Linked DNA regions of Gossypium hirsutum: region 1 is linked to region 2. Evidence: chromatin contacts called from public Hi-C data. All regions are on one chromosome and are shown on one strand. Each heading gives the region's core, a stretch centred on a gene start, on an enhancer-like site or on the middle of the called end of the contact. The rest is flanking DNA. Distances are from core to core; before and after follow the strand shown.

Region 1 (5,178 bases), core at 2,650-5,149, 33 kb before region 2:
TAAGTGTATTCACCGAATTATGTAAACAATTTTTTATGTGCTTGTGTTCATTGTTCTTGAACTGTTGTTCTCAAGTATTATACAAATTGTTCCAACAACCTAACAACAGTTCATGTAACGACTCTCATAATAGATAATTTTCAATAATACAAAAATATTTTTATTTAAATTTAATTCTAAATATATAAATATTAATATAAAATATTTTTAAAATATATTATATTATAATATTATATTAGCAATAAAACATGCCATCAAGCCAAGTGGAATCAAGTAAATTTTTTTTCACCCAAGTTGCAACCTGACTCACTCCTTAATAGGTTTATTTGAAGTTGAGTTTCTAAAGTCTCCTATTCAATTTTGCTTAATGGTATCATTAATAAATATGAGGTAAATACGCACTTTGTCCCTAGGAATTAAGTCACTTGTACCTAGTTGGTTTTAATATTTTTTTTAGATTTAACTGGTACCTAAATTTGAAATATGCCACGTTGATACATGTGTTATAATATTGTTAGAATATGATGATGTGGTAGTAATCGTCAATAATAGAAAGACACTTGCATTCTCATATTATGAGACATGATAAACATTAATAAAATGAAAATAAAAATAAAAATCTTCAAATTTTATCAATTTATAAAAAATATTTCACGTCCAGAATGAATTTGAACAACTGAATATCCAAATTTAAATGAACCTAAACATTATGTTGTCCGGATGTATTCTGAACCTGTTTTTAATAATTTTATATTTTTTAATAAAAAATTAATTATATAAATATAAAAATATATATAATTAAATACTAACATATAAATACTTTACAAAATCACATGATAATATTTATGAACAACAACATAAGAAAAGGTTTTTCAAACATATTTCTCTCAAAACTCATGATTATTGATGAACATCAAAATTCATTTTCAACAAAATCTTTAAAAAGCCAAAAAAAAAGGAAAAAAAAATGATGAAAACATGTTGAAACTAGATTTTTCTCAGCAAACCCCACAATTATTAAAGCAAAAACATATAAACAAAGTGAAATAATAATGTATTCTTTAGATTTTAGCAATAACAGAAGTGGATAACTTTTGTTGAAATTTGAGAGAAAGCATGGTATGGTGAATTAAAATAAGTAAAGGTCTCAAAATGAAACGTGCACAACTTAATTAGAACAGTTTTAATGAATAGAAGCAAGTACACAGCGTCCATAAGCAAAAAGACAATCCCAAGTTTCATGGAAAGGGCAAAATATAGAAGCTCTGATTGGTGGGTTGGTTTACTGATAATTTTATTATTAAGTAAACATAAAACTATTGCATCTTTCAGAACCAAACAAAAATGTATCTTCGTTTTCAGGAAGGGAGGACAGGTACTTTAATTTCATCACAGGAAATAAATATGTTACTTTTCAGAGTTCAGACCCACAAACACGTACCGTATATAGTGTAGCAGAAGACGTGAAACAAGTTAAATCTCCTGATATTATATTGTAATAAAAATGATAATATATTAAGAAAGCTGAATTACATCCGTGCATGCATGGATATTTGCAAAAACATGAGTCAAATAATCACTCATGTTAACCGAAACCGTCTTGGAAACTTTTTTCTTCTTTTTTTAATTTGCCTAATCTACCACTGGCCGCCCCACTACCACTATAAGCAAGAAACACACACCCAAGGAACCAAACCAAACCAGACGAAATGATTAAGCTAGCTAATTATGAAGCTAGATATATAGTGGAAGGAAATGAAAATGAGACACAAATTACTAAGAAGGACTGAAGAGAAGAGATACTGATTAAATTGGCGTTTTGACTTTGATCATCATGGTCATGCAGCAGTGGTAGTAGGAGCAGCAGCAGTGGCGGTGGCGGTGGAATTACAAGGGTTTTTCCTGGCTAGATTGTGCTTGTTGTTGTGCATCCACACCTTGAGGACTCTTCTCTTCACCCCAATCTCTTGGCAGAACTGTTGCACCACTGCTTCTTCTTGCTTTTGGATTTTCCACCCTACTTTCTCTGCGAAGTTAAGCATTTTCTCCTTTTGTTCCTGGGTGAACTTTGTCCTGAACCTTTTCTTCATCAGCTGGAGTGGCCTGCTCCCCACTACCCCACCACCATCTTCGGGCTGTTCATCCGACTCTGAAGGGAGGGAGCCCATGTTGTAGGACATTATCATCTGGTGGGGTGTTGGTGCTGCTCTTGAGTGTATAAGAGTACCTGTGGGGTACCCTAGAGCCTCAGGTGGTAGGATACTCTTGTGGTGACCTAAAATGAGTTTCCTTCCAACCCTGCTGCTGAGATGTGGACTATGCAACGGGTAACAGTCAAATGAAGAGGGCTCACCTTCAATTTCTTTTCTGTGGAAGTTCCTATGGCAGTTACAGGCTGAGCAATTCAGGGCTTCAATGGTACCCTCCTCTCCACTGGGCATGAACTCACCACATCCATCTGTGGCATTGCCCCCCATGGCTGCTGCATGGTTCTTGAGGCACTCTCTGTACCTCACCGCTTTCTTGTAGGGCACATGATCGTCTAGGTTTGTGGACAAGGAGGAAGGGCCATTCGAAAGAATTGGGGGTGCTGAAGAAGGTATGATATGGTTGTGGGGTGCAGCAGGTTCATGATGGATCATGTGCCCGTGCCCGTGCCCGTGCCCGTGCCCATGTCCCCCACCATATGTACTGTTCAAAGGAATTGGGATCTCTCCTTCTTGACTGGAAAGTTCCATTTCTAGGTATTATGTATTTTATTTGTGCTTTCCTTATTGTGTAGGGACTTTGAAGACCAAAAGAGAAGGAGACTGACAAGGTTGGAGTAGTTTAGGGCAGGAGGCCAAAAATGATTAGAAAATAAAAGATCTATGCTTGCTTCCTTTGTTTATTAAATCCTAAATCCTAGGAGTTTTGTGGACAGCTTGTCAACTCTTGCACAGCACCATAATAGAAAAACAATATTCTATCCTATCAATCCTTGGCACTGAGTCTGAGAAAACCTTGTTTCACAATAATATTAACTTAAACAAAGAAAAAGGAGACAAAGGGAGAAGGATGACTCACTATGCAGTTATAAATAAAAGCTTTGGCTATATATCAGGTTATTTGAGAAGCAGGTTAGAGAGAGGGTTAGGGTATGGTGTATGTATCAGAGAGTAAGGCAGATTTGGATTGATGATGGGAAGGACAAATGAAAAAAAGGAAAAGAGTCAACAATAGAACCACCTAGACTTTGAATTATCTCCCATCCTATTGTTCTCATAAGTCTAGGGTCAACTGGGAAAGAAGAGAAAACAAAAAGAAAAGGAGAGGAACAAGGCAAAGTGTGTTGACTCAATGTCTCCCTTGGAAATTAAGAAAATGATGGCTGTAAGAAGAGAAAGGAAGATCACTCTCTTACTCACTTACTAAACTAATATTGAGACAACAATGTCTTTTCTCTTTTATTTTCTATTCACTCTAGATATGGAAATTAATAAAAGTGAAGACGACCCAGGGATGAGAGAACAATGGCAATCAATAAAGCAAAGAGAATAGAGGGTTTGAACTTAAAGAAATAAAAAAAGAAAAAGGAAAAAGGGTAAAACAAGGGTGGTGAAGGAGGAAGAGGAGAAGAAAAGAGAGTTATTGAGAGGAAGGATTTGGAAGTGAAGGGCGCTATAAACAGGTGGGTTATACGAGTAGTGAAGGCTAAAAAGAAGAAGACAGGGAGAAAGACAAGAGGAATAGTCTGTTTAAGTGAGTTGAGAGATAAAAATAAAGCAAAAAAAAAAAAGTGCATTAAGGTGCTTGCTTTGCTTGCACTATCAGCCATCAAGTTTACGCCATTTAGAGAGCAGTGTGTCAGAGTGTGCAGACACCACAATGGAATGAATATGAGAGAGAGAGAGAGAGATCCCCATCCCCCTTCTCATAGTATAAAAATTATGAATCATTTAATTACAAAAATTTAAACCTTTTTTCCTTTTTGTTTCTTTAAATAAATTTAGCCGAACCCTTTGCTTCAGAAAATAGACATTCAAGCACAAGCATAAACACACAACTTTGCCCATGCCTTTGGCTCTCTTTTGATTGAAGTTTTTTCTTTCCTCTTTCAGTTTGATTATATATAGCAAAATTAGGGTTTAAGTTAACTTCTGTTAATTAGTTGAAGACATTTAAAAAGAAGGGACTAAAGGGTGATATCTGAATCTTATCTATAATAAATGTGGAGTTAATTGGGAGGTGACATACTTATCATGTGAATGATTTATTATGAAGGATCCCATTTTGTTTTTTTCTGTTTCCTTTTTAAATCATATCAAGATTTAAATAGGAGTATAATTGAATTTTTCAAAATTACATATAATATTATTAATAAATTTATATTTTGGTTACTCAACTTCAAAAAATTATAAAACAGTTTTTAAACTATTTGAAACTTTTCATTTCAGTCAATGGACTATAAAAATTGTTGTTATATGGTATTCTTTGTACGTACTTATATCAATCGAAAACTCTTTTTTTTTTCTATTTTATAATTCAATTTTTTCAATTAACCAATTTTAAATGTCACAAATATACAAATCAAAATCTAAATAACTTTCTTATTTAATCTCCAATATTGATCGTCAAATCTACTTAGATCTCAAGTATATTGACCAGAGTAAATGTGTTAATTAATTATAGGTTATTTGAAACCGTGGGTAGAGATGCAAAGTTGGTTGTTCTTTTTTGATTCACAAATTAGTTGGAGAAAAGATTGAAACATAGTCTGACCTTTATTAAATTATTATTGAAACCACTTTATTCTTTATTTATCCATGCCTTTATTCCACACTCCACCACACTTTATCCTAATTCTTTAGTTTTTTGTTTTTTTATCTTTCTCTTCTTGTCTCTTCTTCTACTACTTTATCTTCTTTTTTTTTTTATTTCTTCTTTTCATGCCTCCATTACCATTTAGTTCATATTTACATATTAAATGGTACTAGCTGGGAAGGGTCCACAAGAATAAATGTTGGTTGATGACAGAGGCTTGATCACAATTTTCAAGAAGTTGAGACCCAAATTTTTCTTTCTTTGAGGGAGGGGTGGAAAACATACATCCATCAATCCCAATCACTGCCAGCCCAAATTCTATGTGAATCATTTACTGCTTTCAATTTCTTTTTTACAAAAGAGATAAGATGATGT
Region 2 (5,417 bases), core at 1,539-4,038:
GCACCTAGCTTTAATTAGTTTCCTTCTACTTTTATACATGTTGAAATATAAAATAATTAAGTAAAATCAGTACTGAACATGCATGTGTCTCTAGAATTACCTAGTACAACATGTTTCTTTTGGTTTCATGAAAGTAGAGTAAATAATAGCAGATTAAGACGAAGGGTTTGCTTCACATGCAGTTCATGTTCATGGCTTTATGGACCACAGTAACATCAATTTGGTGGACAAATTTCTGCAATTTTTTAGTCCAAGCAAAGAGCCACCACTGTCAAAAAAAAAAAAAAAGGCTGAAACATATCATATGCAATTTTATTATGACCAACCCTAAGTCTAACAAGATATTTCCCACCATTTCTGTTTTTAGAGTTTGAAAACTTGTTCCGTTACACAGAATGTCTCATTTAAATAATATTTGGTCTGGTTCTTTTAATTTTATTGGATAATTTAAATACGTTAGAGTTAATTAGTAATATATCAAACTCCTAAATTTCATTGTTAATTCTAACACTTTTTGGGTTAAATGATGACAAACTTTAAATTTAATATTATGGAGGAGAGAGATGTGTGTAAGAGAAGGTGTGGTTTGAGAAAGTGGACCCAGCCTGGCTTAGGCTAGTATGATTTTGGGGGCTTGCCGAAAAGAGTAGGTTGTCATGGCTTTTAATATTTGTCTGGACTTGGAGTTAAGACTTAAAGGCCACATTAGCATGAGATTCAAAGCTGCACTGCCAATGAAGTTTATTAACCTTTCCTTTTACACTATCCATCTCTTTCTTCTCTGCCCACTATATTATGTACCACCAAACCAGACATCGTACCTCCCCACTCTCATCTACTTTTAAACCAGTTTTTGTTTATATTAACTTCACTTCACAACCCTTTTTCTTTTATCCTAAAAATGGCTCATATTCTTATTTCCACATAAACTATCAAATATATTTTTTATTAGTACTTGGTTTCTCTTTTTTTTTTTTTAAATATCAAATCTCTTTATCTCGAATATAATTTATATCAAGATTAAAACTTTAGGATCTTTTAAGTGTTTAAGTTTGGATCTCACCTATGGAAACTATGTGTAGAGAAATTAGTTTGAGTTGAGTTAATTATTTAGTTTAATGGTCAAAATGATTGATTCTGATATAATATAAAAATATTATCTTAATGGGTAGGATTTTGATTTTTCAAATATATTTTTGATTGGAGAGCCAAGGATGATAATGATGGATGATTAGGATTAGGAAGGGGAAAAGGGGAATTTGCAATCAGTATTGAAGACGCGGCATGATGTAGGAAGAAGGAAAAAAAGGGAAACATAGAAAGAGAGGTATGGGGTCACATGAAAAAAAATTAAATTTTGACTAACTCTATTTTGACACCCAAATTTACATCTTTTTAAAAATGTGACATTGTTTGAAAATTAAAAAAATGTATATTTATTAAGTTTTAAGTGATATGGATGGAAATGCATGAATGATGATTAAAGAGCAGAGAGAAATGAAGCAGCATTAATATGTAAAAGTAGAAGACGCATGAACCCAAGTCATTCAATTCGTTTAATTGTGGGTCAAACAATTTGGTGAGTTCTAGGGCTCATTTTTTTCATATCTATTGTATCTAATTTAATTTTAATGTAATTGCATATGGTAAAAGATTAAATGATTTGAAGGAAATTGATGATGTTAAATTTGGTATGATAGTATCTATTTAAAAGATATGGCAAGAGTTTGGTTTTTTTCCTAAAGACAAGGCAATGCAAGAAGTGATTCATATCCAATTTTAATGATGGAGTTAGTTTGGTTTAATTGTTAAGGTCACCATGACATTACATTGGAGTCTTATTATTATTTAGAATTGGTCCACAAATTCTATTAACTTTATAACATAAAAAAGAATGTTCATCAGAAGGTGTCGCTTTTATTATTATTTTATTTTTATACAAGGCATTGTGAAGTTGTTTTTATTCCAGAATAATAGACAATAACCTTTCAATGTGTGTTTGAACTACTACTCAAGATGCTTCTAGATCTTTTATTCATGTCGGGTTTAGGTCAACTCTAAACTTCCCATTTTATTATTTTAAAAATTAGATTAATATTTATATATTTCATGGGGCCTACCCAACATGTGGGATTATTATTTGTAGGTAACCAAATTTTAAATATATTGATAGAAAAGTGTAAATATGATATTAGTGTTTTATTTTATAGAAATGAAAGTGGTTTTGTTCTTAATTTTTACATAAGGTACCTTCTTCATTTTTAACACATTTCAAATTAATAGTTTTCCTGATTTCAATATTTTAATTTTTTTATTACCATAATCATAATTTAATTTTAAATCTTTTCATTTATTTTGATATTAAATTAAGTTCCTTTTAAATTATTTTAAACTAATTCAAAATCATAACTATTTCTTTTATTTTTATTAAATAATACTTTATAATTAAAATGATAAAATGTTAAAAAAACATTTTTTTATATTAGGACATATTTTAAATAGTAAATCATGCTTAATTTAGAATTCAATAATAATGCCTTTTTGCTATATTAAAATAATAATTTCATTTTAAAGCATTGTAAATATTTTATTTTTTAAAATAAAATTTAATTAAATAAATTTTTATACCAACATATATTTGTTATACCTATATCACGTACCCCTACATCTATTCCTAAACTATGCTATGCGTGTCCAGTGAATCAAACTAAGCCAACAAACTATGCAATCAACAAACCTTCCACCTTTTACCACAAGTAAACATGAGCCCAAAAAATCCTCATGCCATTTCATATCTTTGCTAAGCATGCATGATACACGCGTAGGTATTCGAAGTCATTAATTACCCAACTGCCCTCAGACATTATATTCTAAGACGTCACTGAAAGAGAATTAAATATGATCTCATTGTCAACAATATCTAAACAGATAGGCAACCTTATCTCGCAGTATAAAAACCCACAACAAAAACTGAAGAAAGCCAAGTCCCCTTTCCATATCAAATACTTCTTTCCAAACTTTCTCACCAAAGATCGACCCCCTTTCTAGTGGCTTTCCACCCCCACAAAGGTGAACCATCATACAATCCATCTCTTCCTCTCCTTATTGAACTCACTAGTTAACAATATTAAATAATTAAAAGTAAGACTTATTATCAATGACACTAAAGTGAAGCTAACTACTTTAAAAAAGATTCTCCCCTGAGTTTGTTTTGAATGGGGCCATAGGAATTAAAAAGAGGCAAGAAGGAGATGAGGAATAAAGGAGCCTAGCCTAGGTTAAAATTGATTATATGCCCCAGTCCAACTCGGTTCAAGCTCTACTGAATATGTCAGTTTGGTTCCCACTTCAATTTGTTTACATCGTAGAATATTTTAAAACCCTAAAAGAATGTATTGTACTAAGTGGTCCGAATTTGAATGAGAACATAATCAACAATAAAGGAGCCTAAACCTATGCTACCATTAATTGGGAAATTTGAGCCACACCTTTACTCCAATTCTTATTTTGGAACTCTATTGTGGACACTTCTTTTATTATTACTACTACATTTAGTTGCTTTTTAATTTTTTTTTTGTTTTGTTTACTTAAATTGGTTGTAAAATATAATTTTGTTGGTTTTTATTTTATTTTATTTTGTAATTTGTAAACGGAATGATTTGGGTTGAATTTTGGTGTTTATGATTAGGCACATAAAAGTGCTAATGAGTTGAGATTAAGTATGAATATTAAGGTCCATAAGTTTATATTCCACTTCACAAAATCTATAGGAGTCCAAAGACGAAAGGAGAAACAAAAAAATATTACTACGATGTAAACAAAGAGTTCAAAAATAAGTATTACATAGTTTTTAAAAGCATTTTTTTGGAAAAAAAAAAAGAGAATAAATTCTTCGTTTTTAAATTCCGTTGACCAAAAGATATTAAAGCTGCATAAATTATTTGCATTGTACTCACTATTATCAACCAAGAAAAAAATATGTAATGAGCATAGTATAATAATTCCATATTGATCCAAACTAATCTATATTGATAGCGATTCATCCTTCCCGAACACGGCATACAACTCATACAACTCATTCTGCGCTCTCAAAGTTTGCTTATTCTCCCATTTTTCCTTACCATGACAAGTATTTTGAGTCAACCTAAACACTCTAATATCCTTTTTCAAACCTACTCCCATTTTGAGTCAAAATCAAAAGATGGATAAATAGATGCATCTCATCAAGGCTTTTGTAGTGACTAAGGGAGTCAAGACCAAGAAGTGAATTATTTATCAGCCAAGCATTCCTCTTACGGCTAGATTCAATCTCCTAGTCTCTGCAAGAAAAAGAATTTCATGTTCTTTTGAGAAGGAAGGATTGGGTGATTGCAATTTTCTCCGGCAAATAAAACTTTTGCACATTTTCATGAACAAGATCCATATAGACACATAGATTCATGAATCCCTACATCATAATTGAAAGAGTCAATAGAAAAAAGAAAGAAATGAAATTGATCAATATATCTCTCGAAACAAATGAAAGGGAAATGAAAACTGAAACATAAACCAAAGATCAACCAAGCTATCTCGGAGACTTGCAATCACCAAATGTTCAAAAATTCCTCTATTCAATCCTTTTCCTTCTTGTTGCTGAATATCTTGCATCTTTTCTTTGTTTCCCAAGCCTATAGTTCCATCATACATTACAATCAATCAACTAAACTTATTTAAAAGAATAATCAAACTAAATTCACTAATCCCAATCAATTTGATGAAATCAGTTTGATTTAATTCAACTTAATCGGTTACCCTTGCTTATACATGACAATATGAAGCACGTACCATCATAAAATTGCTTGTTTGCATCAATAGTATTTTCACGTTACAAGCCGTTACAAACTAGACTCAAAAGACCTTAAGTTTTATATATATTAATTTTACCCTAGTTTTTATCAAATTGAACTCAAATCCCAAATCTCAAATTATTTCAGATTTAAATCACTTCAAATTCAGATCCTTTCAGCATCTTAATTTTTTAAATAAGTTCAGATCAAATTGAAGGGTCTCAAATCAGAACCAACGGCTTTTCAAGTTGAATCTCATTTTCCCACCACTTTGGAGCATTTATGGTTGTAAATTAAAAGAGAATAAATAGAAAATAACCATTTCTAAACCTGTAATCCCACAAGGTTTGGAAATTAAATCTCTAAATCCAAAGATTAAACAGAGAGAGTGGAGCATTACCTACACGCAAAACATGGGTCATTAAACCTAACGGTAATGGTAAAAGTAAAACTGTTGCCAACCTATTAGTGTGAAAAAGAAAAAAAGGAAATTGATAAAGCAATGGTTAGCACTTAGCAGTTCACCCTAAATGCATTACCCAAAACCACAACTAATTTATCACCAAAATTGGATTTTGCTACTAAGGATAA

Evidence for each region. A called contact is a pair of places that touch in the nucleus more often than the background predicts.
Region 1: a contact with region 2 is called in a Hi-C map of leaf, with 1.7 times the contacts expected there. The contact joins the promoter of LOC107914197 here to the enhancer-like site in region 2. A contact is called at or near these places in 3 of 34 Hi-C or Micro-C datasets (fibers, hypocotyl and leaf).

The regions. Positions count from the first base shown.
Region 1 is chrD10:10,446,855-10,452,032 of Gossypium_hirsutum_v2.1, reverse strand. It overlaps LOC107914197 (zinc-finger homeodomain protein 4), which reads right to left and starts at 3,899. Exons shown (of 1, transcript XM_016843013.2): 1 at 1,465-3,899. The coding sequence starts at 2,738. The coding sequence ends at 1,839.
Region 2 is chrD10:10,412,397-10,417,813 of Gossypium_hirsutum_v2.1, reverse strand. LOC107914196 (squamous cell carcinoma antigen recognized by T-cells 3) reads right to left here. Exons shown (of 15, transcript XM_016843010.2): 15 at 3,936-4,319. Among protein-coding and RNA genes, the nearest start is that of LOC107914196, 16 kb to the right of the region's middle. Within about 2 kb of position 2,788, at least 3 of the 9 cell types and tissues checked have an H3K27ac peak or open chromatin away from gene starts, as enhancers often do. A contact at or near this core is called in leaf, where this site is marked.